2 separate regions of the Sus scrofa genome follow, and region 1 is linked to region 2. Evidence: chromatin contacts called from public HiChIP or PLAC-seq data. All regions are on one chromosome and are shown on one strand. Each heading gives the region's core, a stretch centred on a gene start, on an enhancer-like site or on the middle of the called end of the contact. The rest is flanking DNA. Distances are from core to core; before and after follow the strand shown.

Region 1 (6,428 bases), core at 2,821-5,320, 180 kb before region 2:
GGTTGAGGGTTCGATCCCTGGCCTTGCTCAGTGTGTTAAGGATCTGGTGTTGCCGTGAGCTATGGTGTAGGTCTCAGACACGGCTCAGATCTGGCATTGCTGTGGCTCTGGGGTAGACTGTAGCTCCGATTCAAGCCCTAGCCTGGGAATTTCCACATGCTGCGAGTACAGCGCTAGAAAAGACAAAGACAAAAAAAACAAAACAAAACAAAAAAAAACACTCCCTAACACCATACACAAAAATAAACTCAAAATGGATTAAAGACCTAGATATAAGACCAGATACTATAAACTCTTAGAGGAAAACATAGGCCAAACACTCCCTGATATAAAGGACAGCAACATCTTCTCAGATCCACCTCTTAGAGTAATGACAGTAAAAATCTCTTAGAGTAATGACAGTAAAAACAAAAATAAACAAATGGGACCTAATCAAACTTAAAAGTTTCTGCACAGCAAAGGAAACCATAAACAACATGAAAAGACTTATAAACGTAAACAACCCTAAACAACATAAAAGACTTATAAATCTCCAAAACTTATAAACGCCTCCTACCACTCAATACCAACAAAACAAACAACCCCATCAAAAAATGGGCAGGTCTAAACAGACAATTTTCCAAAGAAGACATACAGATGGCCAAAAAAAAACATGAAAAGATGTCCAACATCGCTCATTATTAGAGAAATGCAAATCAAAACCACCATGAGGTACCACCTTACACCAGCCAGAATGGCCATCATCAAAAAGTCTACAAACAAGAAGTGCTGGAGAGGTGGTGGAGAAAAAGGAACCCTAGTACACTGTTGGTGGGATTGTAAATTGGTGCAACCACTGTGGAAAACAGTATGGAGATGCCTCAGAAAACTAAAAATAGAACTCCCATTTGATCCAGCAATCCCACTCCTGGGCATCTATCCAGAGAAAACCATGACCTGAAAAGACACATGTATTCCAATATTCATTGCAGCACTATTTGCAATAGCCAAGACATGGAAACAACCTAAATGTCCATCGACAGAGGAGTGGATCCAGAAGAGGTGGTACATATACACAATGGAATATTACTCAGCCACTAAAAGGAACGAAATACCGGCATTTTTAGCAACATGGGTGGACCTAGAAATTATCATGCTAAGTGAGGTCAGTCATACAATAAGACACCAACATCAAATGCTTTCACCGACGTGTGGAATCTGAAAAAAGGACAGACTGAACTTCTTTGCAGAACAGATGCTGACTCAACAGACTTTGAAAAACTTAGGGTTTCCAAAGGAGACAGTTCTGGAGGTGGGTGATGCACTGGGTTTGAGGGATGGAAATTCTATAAAATTGGATTGTGGAGTTCCTGTCGTGGCTCAGTGGTTAATGAATCCGACTAGGAACCATGAGTTTGCAGGTTTGGTCCCTAGCCTTGCTCAGTGGGTTAAGGACCCGGCATTGCCATGAGCTGTGGTATAGGTTGCAGACTCGGCTCGGATCCTGTGTTGCTGTGGCTCTGGCATAGGCCAGTGGCTACAGCTGCTATTCGATCCCTAGCCTGGGAACCTCCGTGTGCCGCAAAAGCGGCCCAAGAACATGGCAAAAAGCCAAAAAAAAAAAAAAAAAGAAAAGAAAATTGGATTGTGATGATCATTGGACAACCATAAATGTAAAAAATTCATTGAGTAATAGAAAAATAAAAAAAAATAACAGTCCCTTTGGGGCCTACACTGCAACTCAATGTAGGGCAATGTCAACTTTTTCTAACATGCATCAAAAACCACTATCAGCCTCTATCCATTAACTAGTTCAAAAGCCACTTCCATAATTTTTAGGTATTTGTCACAGCTGCACCCCACTTCTCAGTACCAATTTCTGTTCCAGAGAAACAGAATTAATAGGAGAGATAGGTAGATATAATTTATTATAAGGAATTGGCTTATATGATTATGGAGGCTGAGAAGTCCCATGATTTACTATCTGCAATCTGGAAACCCAGGAAAGCTAGAGCCTAAGTCTGAAGTCCTGAGAATCAGAGCTACAGTGGTATAAAAAATCCATTCATGTTGTCCCCAAGTCTGCTTCTCATATATGGTAATGGGCTGGAGTTACATGACAGTAAATAGGGGGAAGTCAAAGGACAATATCTCACTTACCTAACTTGTCTAACAAGAGGGGCTGTAAAGAAACCTGGATGCCACCATGGATGCTGATAAGAGTGAGATAACAAAGATTTAGGTGTAGAAAGGAAGCTATCCATCAAAAAGTTCTAAGGGGAAAAAGAGGGTAAAGAATGCAAACAGGGGAGTTCCCGTCGTGGCGCAGTGGTTAACGAATTCGACTAGGAACCATGAGGTTGCGGGTTCAATCCCTGCCCTTGCTCAGTGGGTTAATGATCCGGCGTTGCCGTGAGCTGTGGTGTAGGTTGCAGACAAGGCTCGGATCCCGCGTTGCTGTGGCTCTGGCGTAGGCTGGCGGCTACAGCTCCATTTCGACCCCTAGCCTGGGAACCTCCCATATGCCGTAGGAGCGGCCCGAGAAATGGCAAAAAAAAGACCAAAAAAAAAAAAAAAAAAAAAGCCTGGGATAGGATTGGAGCATCTACTTCAGTGGAACATACAGAATAACTCTGTTAATGAGCACACAGTTTATGGGTCATCTGTACACAATAAAAAGTCCAGGCAAGAGGTGACTGATGACTACATAAAAGAAAGGATTTTTGGTATAAGCATTACCTCATCTAATTTTTAAAGTGTAACCTTGTCTTTGTAATATATGCCACTGCTACTTATTATAAGTATACTCATTATACTTATTACATAAGTGAGGAAAGAGGCTCAGTGGAACTAACTCCTTTACTTACCCAGGATCACATAGGCATTAAGGGGCACCACCAGGATCCAGACCAGAACTTCGACCTATTTTGAATCCTACATGCTTTCTCAACACCAAGGCACCACACTTCTTGCTAGCTTCCTTCCCTGGCTTCATTGTTTTTGCCACCAATCAACAGCATGAATCATTTATTCATGACTGCCTTCATTAAAGCCATTTTCCTCTTTCATTTAAGTGAAGACGTTAATGTTTTCTTTATTAGCAAGAAAATGGTTAACAAGAAGTTTTATTCTTAACTGAAATTATTCTCAAGCTTAACAAGATTGAAAAGCAGTAAGCCTTGCTTAAAACACAGAATTTGTGAAGATGTTTCAGTCTAACAGTTAAGAAATATTTTTTCTCCTTTTCATTACTTATATCATCCCTCATTTGGCTTTAGCACTGTCAGACTTGACTTAAACACACACACACACACACACACACTAACTTATACATAATGTCTAGAACTTTGCTGTGCAGTGCAGTAGCCACTACACTTGAAATGTGCCTAATCCCGAGAAAGATATGCTGGAAATGCAAAGTATACTGATTTTGATTAATATGAAAAGAGAGAAAATATCTATTAATATCTTTCTTTTTCCTTCTTTTTAGGACTGCATCAGCAGCATATGGATGTTACCAGGCTAGGGGTCCAATCAAAGCTGCAGCTGCCCACTTAGTCACAGCAACTGGGATTCAAGCGGAGTCTGCAGCCTACACCACAACTCACAGCAAGGCTGGATCCTTAACCCGCTGAGCAAGGCTAGGGATCCAGCCAGCATCCTCTTGGATCCTAGTCGGCTTCATTACCACTGAGCCACAACAGGAACTCCTCATTAATATCTTTAATTACATGTTTTGAATGATACCATTTGGGATCTATTGGACTAAGTAAAATATATTATCAAAATTAATTTCACCTGTTTTTATTTTCCTTCGGGTAATGTGCCTTCTAGAAAATGTATAATTACGTAAGTGGCTTGCATTTGTGGCCCGCACTATATTTTGATTGGACAGCAGTGGTAGAAGATGAAAAAGAGGGGAGTTTTATTGAAAGGTAGCGTGTTTTCTTAAAATTTCTGGAGAGGATGAAAAAAGGGAAGAGAGTCAAGCTTGGCCCCAGCGTGACCTACCATGATAAATACTGGGACTTGAGAAGGACGTGGGCGGGGGGGCATGTTTAGATTCCGTTCCTATTTCCCCCCCCCCCCCCGCGGCTAACGTTGCGGGTGGCAAAGAGCTTCCAGAGCCCCCTTCCCGACCAACCCTCGGGTCTCGCCGGCGCCGGGTCATTGAACACACCTGCGCGCCCACGGAGGTGCGCGTCCGCGAACCCTGGCGCCGGCTCACGCCCCCTCCCCCCGTATTTTTATTTTCCCGGCATCAACCGTCAGTCTCGCACTTCTCTCCTGAGAACCACCGAGTAAGCAGACCCTTTCAGGGGTAAGCGCCCCTCTCTGCCCCCAGCCCGGTTCCGTTTGCCGGGATGCCCCCGCGGCGGGCAGGGCTATCTAAAGGCCTAGGTGCCGCTTGTCCGGCGGCCTGCTGGGCCGCGGCAGCCCGCCCGCCGGGAACGGGAGGAGCTGCGGCGGGCGTGCCCGGGGCCTCCGGGCCGCGGGGGGCCGCTGTGACCTGCCTTCGCCCCCGCCGCACCGAAGGCGGGGGAGCCGGGTTTTGGGGGAGAATCGGAAAAAGCTGAGGGTAGCCGAGGGGGGCGGGCGCTCCGGAGCGGCGGGTTCCGTGGGTGCTCCAGCTGCCGTCCGCCCCGCCCGAAGCGCGGGGAGCCGAGCAGGGCCCAGAGTCCTCCTCCTCCATGAGGCCCGAGTGAGCGCGGCGGCGAGAGCCGGCCCGCGGCGCCTCCCCCCGCGTCCTCTCCAGAGCGCAGCGGCAGCGGCCCCCGGAGGAGGAGGAGGAGGAGCATGTCGGACGGTTTCGATCGGGCCCCAGGTGCTGGTCGGGGCCGGAGCCGGGGCCTGGGCCGCGGAGGGGGCGGGCCTGAGGGCGGCGGTTTCCCGAACGGAGCGGGGCCTGCTGAGCGGCCGCGGCACCAGCCGCCGCCGCAGCCCAAAGCCCCGGGCTTCTTGCAGCCACCGCCGCTGCGCCAGCCCAGGACGGCCCCGCCGCCAGGGGCCCAGTGCGAGGTCCCCGCCGGCCCCCAGCGGCCTCCCCGGCCCGGGGCGCTCCCAGGTACGGAGCCGCTCTAGGGGACCCTGTCCTCCAGGGCCAACGCTTCCCCAGGCCCTCCGCGCGCGCCCGAAGTCGGCGCGCCGTCTTCCTCCCTCGGGTTCCCCGAAAGCATTCCCCAAAGGGCCCGGTTGTTGCGGGGTGGGGACGGGCCCGGAACGGGGTTTGGAGGGTGGCGGATCGAATTCTTTGTGCGCCCGGGCTGGGGGAGGGGCCCGGTGCGCTGTCCCCGAGTTCTGCTGTCCCGGGAGGAAGTAAAAATTGCCTCCCCCTCCCCAGCCCCCCGAGAGGGAGGCCTGAGGCGGGCAGCCACCTCTTTTTAACCGACTCCTTCGAAAAGAAAAAAGGAAAAAATAAGCCTGAAGCGTTCATTTAGGAAGCAGGTATGTTCATAAACGAACTAAAGCAAGTCTATTGTTCCTTTTTGCAGGCTCTGTACATATTCTGGCGATAACCTTACATTTCCTGATCGTTCTTGTATAACTTAAAAACCAGCCCTACTCAGATGGCTTTTCATTATATAGTAAGTTGTTATGCAAAGGAATGAATGCATCTTAACACCCCCTTTTTTCCCCTTTCTCAGAACAAACGAGGCCCCTGAGAGCTCCACCTAATTCACAGGATAACATCCCACAGCAGAATTTGGAGTCAGCAATGGCTAAACCCCAGGTGGTGGTAGCTCCTGTATTAATGTCAAAGCTGTCTGTGAATGCCCCTGAATTTTACCCATCAAGTTATTCTTCTAATTATACAGTAAGTACATCCTTTTCACCGCAACTTTAGGTTAATATTACCGGAATAATGTTATTACATCATTATCAGAGTATGCTGGTGCTTTCTGTGCTGCACATACGCATTACGAATTCGTTGAAATCGTGAGGAAACAAAATTGATTCAGGAATATATTGTGTAGTTATCAGAATGTAAGCTTGAGAGTAGACAGTCTTGTTTGTCTCGTTTGTTCACTGTTGTATTACAGCATCTATAGAATAGCTCCAAGGCCAGTAAACTTAAGGTGGTCAAGGACACCTTTAAGCTATAAAACTAAAATCTGTGTTCAAACTTATGGACAGTCTATAGAATAGTGGCCTGGCAAAGTTAATTTTTAATTCGATTTTAGCAGGACTGTTGAATATTTATTGGTAGCTTTAGGTAAATTAAACAGTGGTTTTGCTGCAGACTAATTGAGGTAGGTTTTTAATGTGAAGTACACCTCTGGGCTCTGTTGTGTTAAAATAGAAGTGTTTCTGGTTCTAATTAACTATTATGTAGAAATGTCATAGGGAGTTTTGATAGTGTTTACAAATTGTGTAAAGAACTTGAAACTTTCAGATTCATCTTTGTCAATAACATAAGGATTTTAGAAATTGGTCACACTTTTCTTAAA
Region 2 (6,376 bases), core at 2,202-4,701:
AACCCTAGAGGGGAGTAGTGCTGGGTGGGAGTGCTAAATCAGTAGGGTTTTTGATCAAGTTCTCATTAAGAACTCTCAGAGGTGGGGTGATAAGGAAGTTCTGGAGAGAGAAGAATTTCTCAGTGGTAACCACAGACCCACTCTGGAGTGCAACAGTAGACTTGTACTAGTGTCAATCTGCAGTCAGGTAGGGACTGAACCCTGAGACTCCCTCGGCTTCTGAATTGTGTAGGATCATAGGAGTTCCTCATATCATGCAGAGCAAAGAAGACAGCTGAAACTTTGGCTGGCACTGTTGAGGGGGTTTGCTGCAGAAGGGGCTGAGTGAACCTAATAGTGGGCTGCTGTTGGGCTTCTGGGTGCAGACTACTGGGTAGAGCATCAAATGAAAGCCATAGTGAGCTTTGGAATTCTGCAGTACGAGACAGCCTCAAAGCCAAGGCCAAGTCCCAGTCAGCAAAGGGAAGCCAGTACAAGAACCACAACTAGGGCTGAGCTCCCTCTTCTGATATAACAATAACCCATTCAACTTTTGCCAAATAAAAGGGCCTCAGGAGAAATAGTCCAGGAGTTCTCTTGTGGTGCAGCGAATTAAGGATCCAGCATTGTTACTGCAGCAACTTGCTGTGGCACAGGTTCAATCCCTAGCCCAGGAACTTCCACATGCCATAGGCACAGCCAATTAAAAAAAAAAAAAAAAAGCCCTGATAGGGAACTAAACTTTGAACTGACAGAATAGTTAGGCAAAATAAAGCTGTTTAAACCTGAAGAGAGATAGCTTTAACTGACACATTTGAAGATTCCTCTTGTCCCATCTTTTCCTACCATTTATCAAGTAAGATAGAGGCTGGAAAGTCAACTCTTTGCTGTGTTTATTATTCTCTCCTCCATCTTTAGACTATAAACTGCATCTGTCTTTCAGTTGCGTCTTCCTACTGTCTAGCTTGAATGGGAGCCACAAATGGGAGCTGCATATGTGGGTTTACATTTTTTAGCAGCCACACTAAAAACTTAAAAAACAGATAAAGTTAATTTTAATATTGTATTTTACTTAACCCAATGTAACTAAAATACTGTTACAAGGAGTAATTAATGTAAAAATTATTAGAGATAGTTCCCTTTTTTGGTAATTAAGTCTTTAAAATTTGGTGTGTAGTTTCCACTTACAGTATAGCTCACTTTGGAATAGCCACCCTTTAAGTGTTCAGGAATAATATGTAGCTAGTAGTTGCCTTATCGGATAGCACAGGTTAGCACAATCTGTCACAGAGTAAAAAGTAAATGTGCGTTCAATGGGTGAATTTATAACGCTAAATGTTATCATTACATCTTGAGAAACTTTTGTTCCTTTCAGAGTAGGGCAGAATAATAAATTATACTTTCTCTTTGATGTATGGCAGCCACAGTGCTTTACTAGTACTACGTGGCATTAAATCTAGAAACAATATAATGAAACATACATATTAACATATCTTAAAAGTGCACATTCAAGTATGACATGCTTATGTTAAAGTGTAGCTCCAAAAAACTTGCAGCCCCTGCCAAAATAAATATAGGTATATTTTGTCCTCAGTTGCATGGACCCTAGCTAATATTTGTGTAGACTGGTATAATCCATAATCTGGTATAATTCTATATTCCACAGAATAGAAAAGGCTTATTTTTAAAAGTTCACTTGAGATGTTCTATATTTAATTACTAATCCATTTTGTTGTCTGTTGCTTGACTTCCCAATAACCAAAAACCATGCTCACCTTGTTTCACTGGAGATTAATTTGATCAAAAAGACAATCTGAACCTGTGGGAATTTCCTGTTGTGCAAGATGATAATAAGACTATCTGGCTAATCATTTCGTATTTTGTACTCCTGGGGTTGGAACTGTTATCCCTTTCTAAGGACAAAGCCTTATCTTCTTTCTAGTGGTTGTCCTTAATACCTTTCAATGCATTTTAACATGCTAAGAATGTTTAAATCTGCCCTCAGAACTGGTGTTGGTCACAGTCAAGCAGTGTTTCTCTCTTTTTATCACCTACTTTACGAAGGTATTAATGATATTGATTCTGGAATAGAATGTCATGGGCAACGCTGTGGAGTATTACCATTATCAAGTGGTCCTCTCTCCCAAATAATTTATGCCACTACTTCATAGTGGCTCCATTACCAATATATTTTGCCACTTTCCTAAGAATGTCTCTTACTAGGTTAGTATCTATAGCGGATAATGAATTTCACATAATAGAAGTTGTGTGCTGCATAGAATCATCAAAGTCCTCTTATCAACTGCTTTTCTGGGTCATAATGAAACTGAGGAGGAGAGAGAGACAGAAACAACTCTGAACCTCTCATGGTCTCCCATCAAGACTAAGTACTACCATTTCTCTATCTGAGATGAGGCAGAGTCTAATTTAAGGCCATAATTGTCCTCCTTTGGATTCTCCCAGTGCTTGAGTGATTTCCTCCAGCTTGACATGCTCCTCTATATTTTCTGAGGAAACTAGGTAGTCAATACCCTGTGGACTTACTGAGAATTTGGGGCCCTTTTCCTTCTTTCAACAACCTTTTATTAGTCAAGTACCACATAAACTCAGAAGATAGTGAGAAATGGGCCAGATGGAGCCCATTCCCTCAGAGTGTATGGGCTAGCAAAAATCCCAGAATAAGGACCTACTCCCTGCTTAGGCAAGGCCCCTTACCCTCTTCACTGGTGTCTAACCCCAAACCATCACATTTTAGTTTTAATTAGGAAGAACTGTCCCAATAATACAGTTAAGGGAGTTTTGTATAGACGTGACACTACTGAGTATCTGCAAATCTGGTATTTAGAACCTGTTATGTAAATATTTGCCAATTTACAAATTTTAGTGACATATTCTGCTCCAACTTGTAATGCTGGAGCACTTGGCTGCTCTGGGAAACTAGAAAACGTTAAGATTGAACTAAAATCAAGTATTTCAGAAATCTTATAGGCGAATCCTAGCTCTGGTTGCTAGGCAACCTGACAGACTCGTCGACAAGGAAGACTTGCCTCCCTCACTTGACCATCTCGCCCCAGTGGTGGGACGCGAAGGTTTCATTGGCCCGCATCTCTACTCACACGGCTCCAATTGGGTGGAGAACCTCTCACTCCGCTCCTGTTGGTTCTCGCCGTGTCTCGCCGCTCTGTCATTGGTAGGCCGGCTCTCGGGCCACCACACGTCACTCTCTCACCCCACTTCCTTGCCCTCTGGCTTTGTCCCCGCCCCTTCCCCCGCCCTTGAAGCCACGAGGGAAAATCCCGCCTCTAGTTTCCTTTGGATTGGTTGAAGCTGGGTTGGGGGACGGGCGCTGCCAGGCTACTCTGCCCTCCGCGATTGGCTGCTGGAGCCACTGTCCCACCTCCCAGAGACTCCCGGCGGTGCCGGAGTCGGGTGGGTCGGCCACTATAAAGCTGGTGGCAGAGGGGAAGCGCCGCGTACTCCCCATCCGTTGGTCGTTATTTTTCCACGGCCACCGCCGGGTCACATTTGGGTGAGTGTCCCGCGCGGAGAAGGAGACTTGGGCTGCTGAGGCCCCGTGGGCACGGTGAGGGCTCCGCGGAGTCGGTGTCCTTGACTAGGCCCGAAGGAGCTCTGGCTCCGTCCGGGTCAGGGCTGAGGCTAGACCCGGCCCGGGAGGATGGGGAGCCGTGAGCGGAGGATGGGGAGCCGTGCCAAGTTGCGGAGGCCCACCGCGGCAGGTCCTAGGAGGGACCGGGGCCCACTGATGTGGGCAGGCGAGTCGCAGAGGGTAGAGGGCGTTGAGGGCTAGGGTTCTGATGACAGTCATTCAGGAGCTGGAGGTGCCAGAGAAGTGGCTGTGACCGCCTTGAGAGGATGGGAGGGGGGCACATGAGGGGGACGAGAAAGGAGATGGGTTGCGGCGAGGCAGTGGTGGGGGGGGTGGTCCTGGAGACTTGGCTTAGGGTGGACACAGAAGCATGGGGAAGATCACACTTGGAGGCTTGTAGGTTGGCAGGGGGTGTGTCCTCCTGGCATATTTACCGGGAGGAAGTGAGCTGGGTAGCATTACTCCTTCTCTAGCTCAGGTGCGACAGGGCATCACAACAGTGATTTTACCTGGCTGAGCACTTTGGGCTTTTGACTGCTTCGGCCTGTGCCTGCTTCAAATATAGCAGATTGCCGTCTGCCACGTTCTCGCCTACGTATTTTTAATGCCCATTAAAAACAAATAGGTTTCCTTGATGTTTCTTGTCTCCCTCCTGCTAATGACTTCAGGACTAGCCTGACTTGATAAGAAGTAAGGGGGAGGCACCTACAGAGTGTTCACGCACAATAGGTTTTGACTTAAACCAAGGACATTTCAAAGCTCAGTATATGGAGTCTTTGAAAAATGTGTGTCCTGCCCTGACTGGTGGTAGAGAAAGGATTACTCTGACCCAGCCTGGAGGAAAGATGTGGACAACAGGTAAAGTGGGGCTGTCCCAGCTGGTCGTGTTTGCCCTAGGACCTTGGTTTTAGCGCATCACAGGCTTCTTTGCTCACCTCAACTGAAGCTCTCCGCTCCCCACTCCCCACTCCCCGTGCTCTTGCCAACGGGCTGCAGGATGATGTGTTCTGCCTGCTGCTAAGTAGCATTCGCTCTATTCCAGGGATGAATCATGAAAAACAATGGAAAAATAAATGACAAAATTAAGACAAATGGAAGTGCTTGTATAGTTAGCAGATTTTTCCTTCTGAGGTGGAGTTTGGACTTTTATTGCATAGATTTCTATTAGAAGGCAAATTGAAAGTCCTTAGCCTGTATCGGTGCCAAATGGTTCTTTGTAGCTTGAGACGTCTAGGCAGTTTGTGTTCTTTATTTTTAAAAGTTCAGTTATTTTTGTGTGGATAAGGAGAGCAGGATAATGGTGTATCTTATGGGAAAGGAGAAAGACTTTCTTTTCTGTGTCTAAACTTTGTTGGTCTAAGTTTGTAAATCTGCCCTTTAATCGGTTTCAGTTTAGTTTGGTTTAGTTAGTAATGCCAGTTCTCAAAAAGTATTTCCAGTGGGGAGAGTTAAATGGATATTGTGTTTGGGACCATAGAAGGCCACGTCATCTATTGGGCTAATTCTGGGCCTCATTTTTTATTTTTATATTTTTATTTTTCTTAAATATTCCTCTAAGATGCTTTTACATCTTGTTTCTCTTAACTGTGTGATTGATTTTGAGATTTTTTTTTTGGCGGGGGGCACACTCTCGGTATAAGGAGGTTTCCAGGCTAGGGGTCTAATCGGAGCTATAGCCACTGGCCTACGCCACAGCCACAGCAACGCAGGATCCTTAACCCACTGAGAGAGGCCAGTTATCAAACCCCCATCCTCATGGGTACTAGGGGTTCATTAACTGCTGAGACATGACAGGACCTCCTTGAGATTTTAGATAACTTTTCTCACAGGAAATGCAGAACCCTGATATTGATGTGATGTGTGTTTCCTGGGTACCTTAGCATTAGTTAAAACAGGAATCCAGTGGACTGAATGCCAGGAGATTCGTTGGGGTTGTGGATGGGACACTCAGTGGGTTATATATCATAATTGCTATTTAGATTCATTTGGAAACAAATATAGCATCTTATAATTTTATGTTGGGTTATCAAACCAAATATCACAGACGGGTATGGTATTTTTGTTTCTCAAGAAGGTCGTATAGGGAGTTCCCGTCATGGCACAGTAGTTAACGAATCCGACTAGGAACCATGAGGTTGCGGGTTTGATCCCTGCCCTTGCTCAGTGGGTTAATGATCTGGAGTTGCTGTGAGCTGTGGTGTAGGTTGCAGATGCAGCTTGGATCCCGAGTTGCTGTGGCTCTGGCATAGGCCAGCGGCTACAGCTCTGATTCGACCCCTAGCCTGGGAACCTCCATATGCAGTAGGAGCCACCCTAGAAAAAGCAAAAAGACAAAAAAGAAAAAAAAAAAAAAAAAAAAAAAGAAGGTGGTATAGATTAAAAACATGTTGCCCAATCTAGTGGGTGGGTATAGGACTCAATTTTTTTTTAAATTGTGGAGTCGTGAAAACTTTATAGATGGGCTCAATTCCTAAATAATCCATTCAACCAAATGCTTGGCTTGTGGTGATACCCACTTACTGTCTGTTAACTGGGTATAGTAAGAGCAGTAGAAGAGAAGCTAAGCTTTCAAAGCTGACAGCCTTCATCTTTGCAGAGTCTGTGGTTGGGGATGTGTGTGTGTGTGGGAATGATTTTACACAGATGTTCTCTTCAGGTTCCATTTGAACTTATATTTTTCAGGGAACAGTTGAAACTTAGACATTTGCTGTGAAAAGCAGCAGTAGAAAGCCAGTTTTCTTAAACTTTTGGATACGATTTGGTGCTGCAGCTCTTTTTTTTTTTTTTTTT

Evidence for each region. HiChIP or PLAC-seq counts read pairs in DNA pulled down with a chosen protein or histone mark.
Region 1: a contact with region 2 is called in an H3K27ac HiChIP or PLAC-seq map of alveolar macrophages. The contact joins the promoter of PAIP1 here to the promoter of HMGCS1 in region 2. A contact is called at or near these places in 1 of 47 Hi-C or Micro-C datasets (mesenchymal stem cells) and 1 of 2 datasets of contacts at active chromatin or transcription factors (alveolar macrophages).

The regions. Positions count from the first base shown.
Region 1 is chr16:28,131,938-28,138,365 of Sscrofa11.1, reverse strand. It overlaps PAIP1 (polyadenylate-binding protein-interacting protein 1), which reads left to right and starts at 4,070. Exons shown (of 11, transcript XM_005657616.3): 1 at 4,070-4,300; 2 at 5,625-5,794. The coding sequence starts at 5,696.
Region 2 is chr16:27,954,271-27,960,646 of Sscrofa11.1, reverse strand. It overlaps HMGCS1 (3-hydroxy-3-methylglutaryl-CoA synthase 1), which reads left to right and starts at 3,451. Exons shown (of 11, transcript NM_001252215.1): 1 at 3,451-3,508. LOC106508153 (a long non-coding RNA gene) reads right to left here and starts at 3,218. Exons shown (of 3, transcript XR_001304747.2): 1 at 3,096-3,218.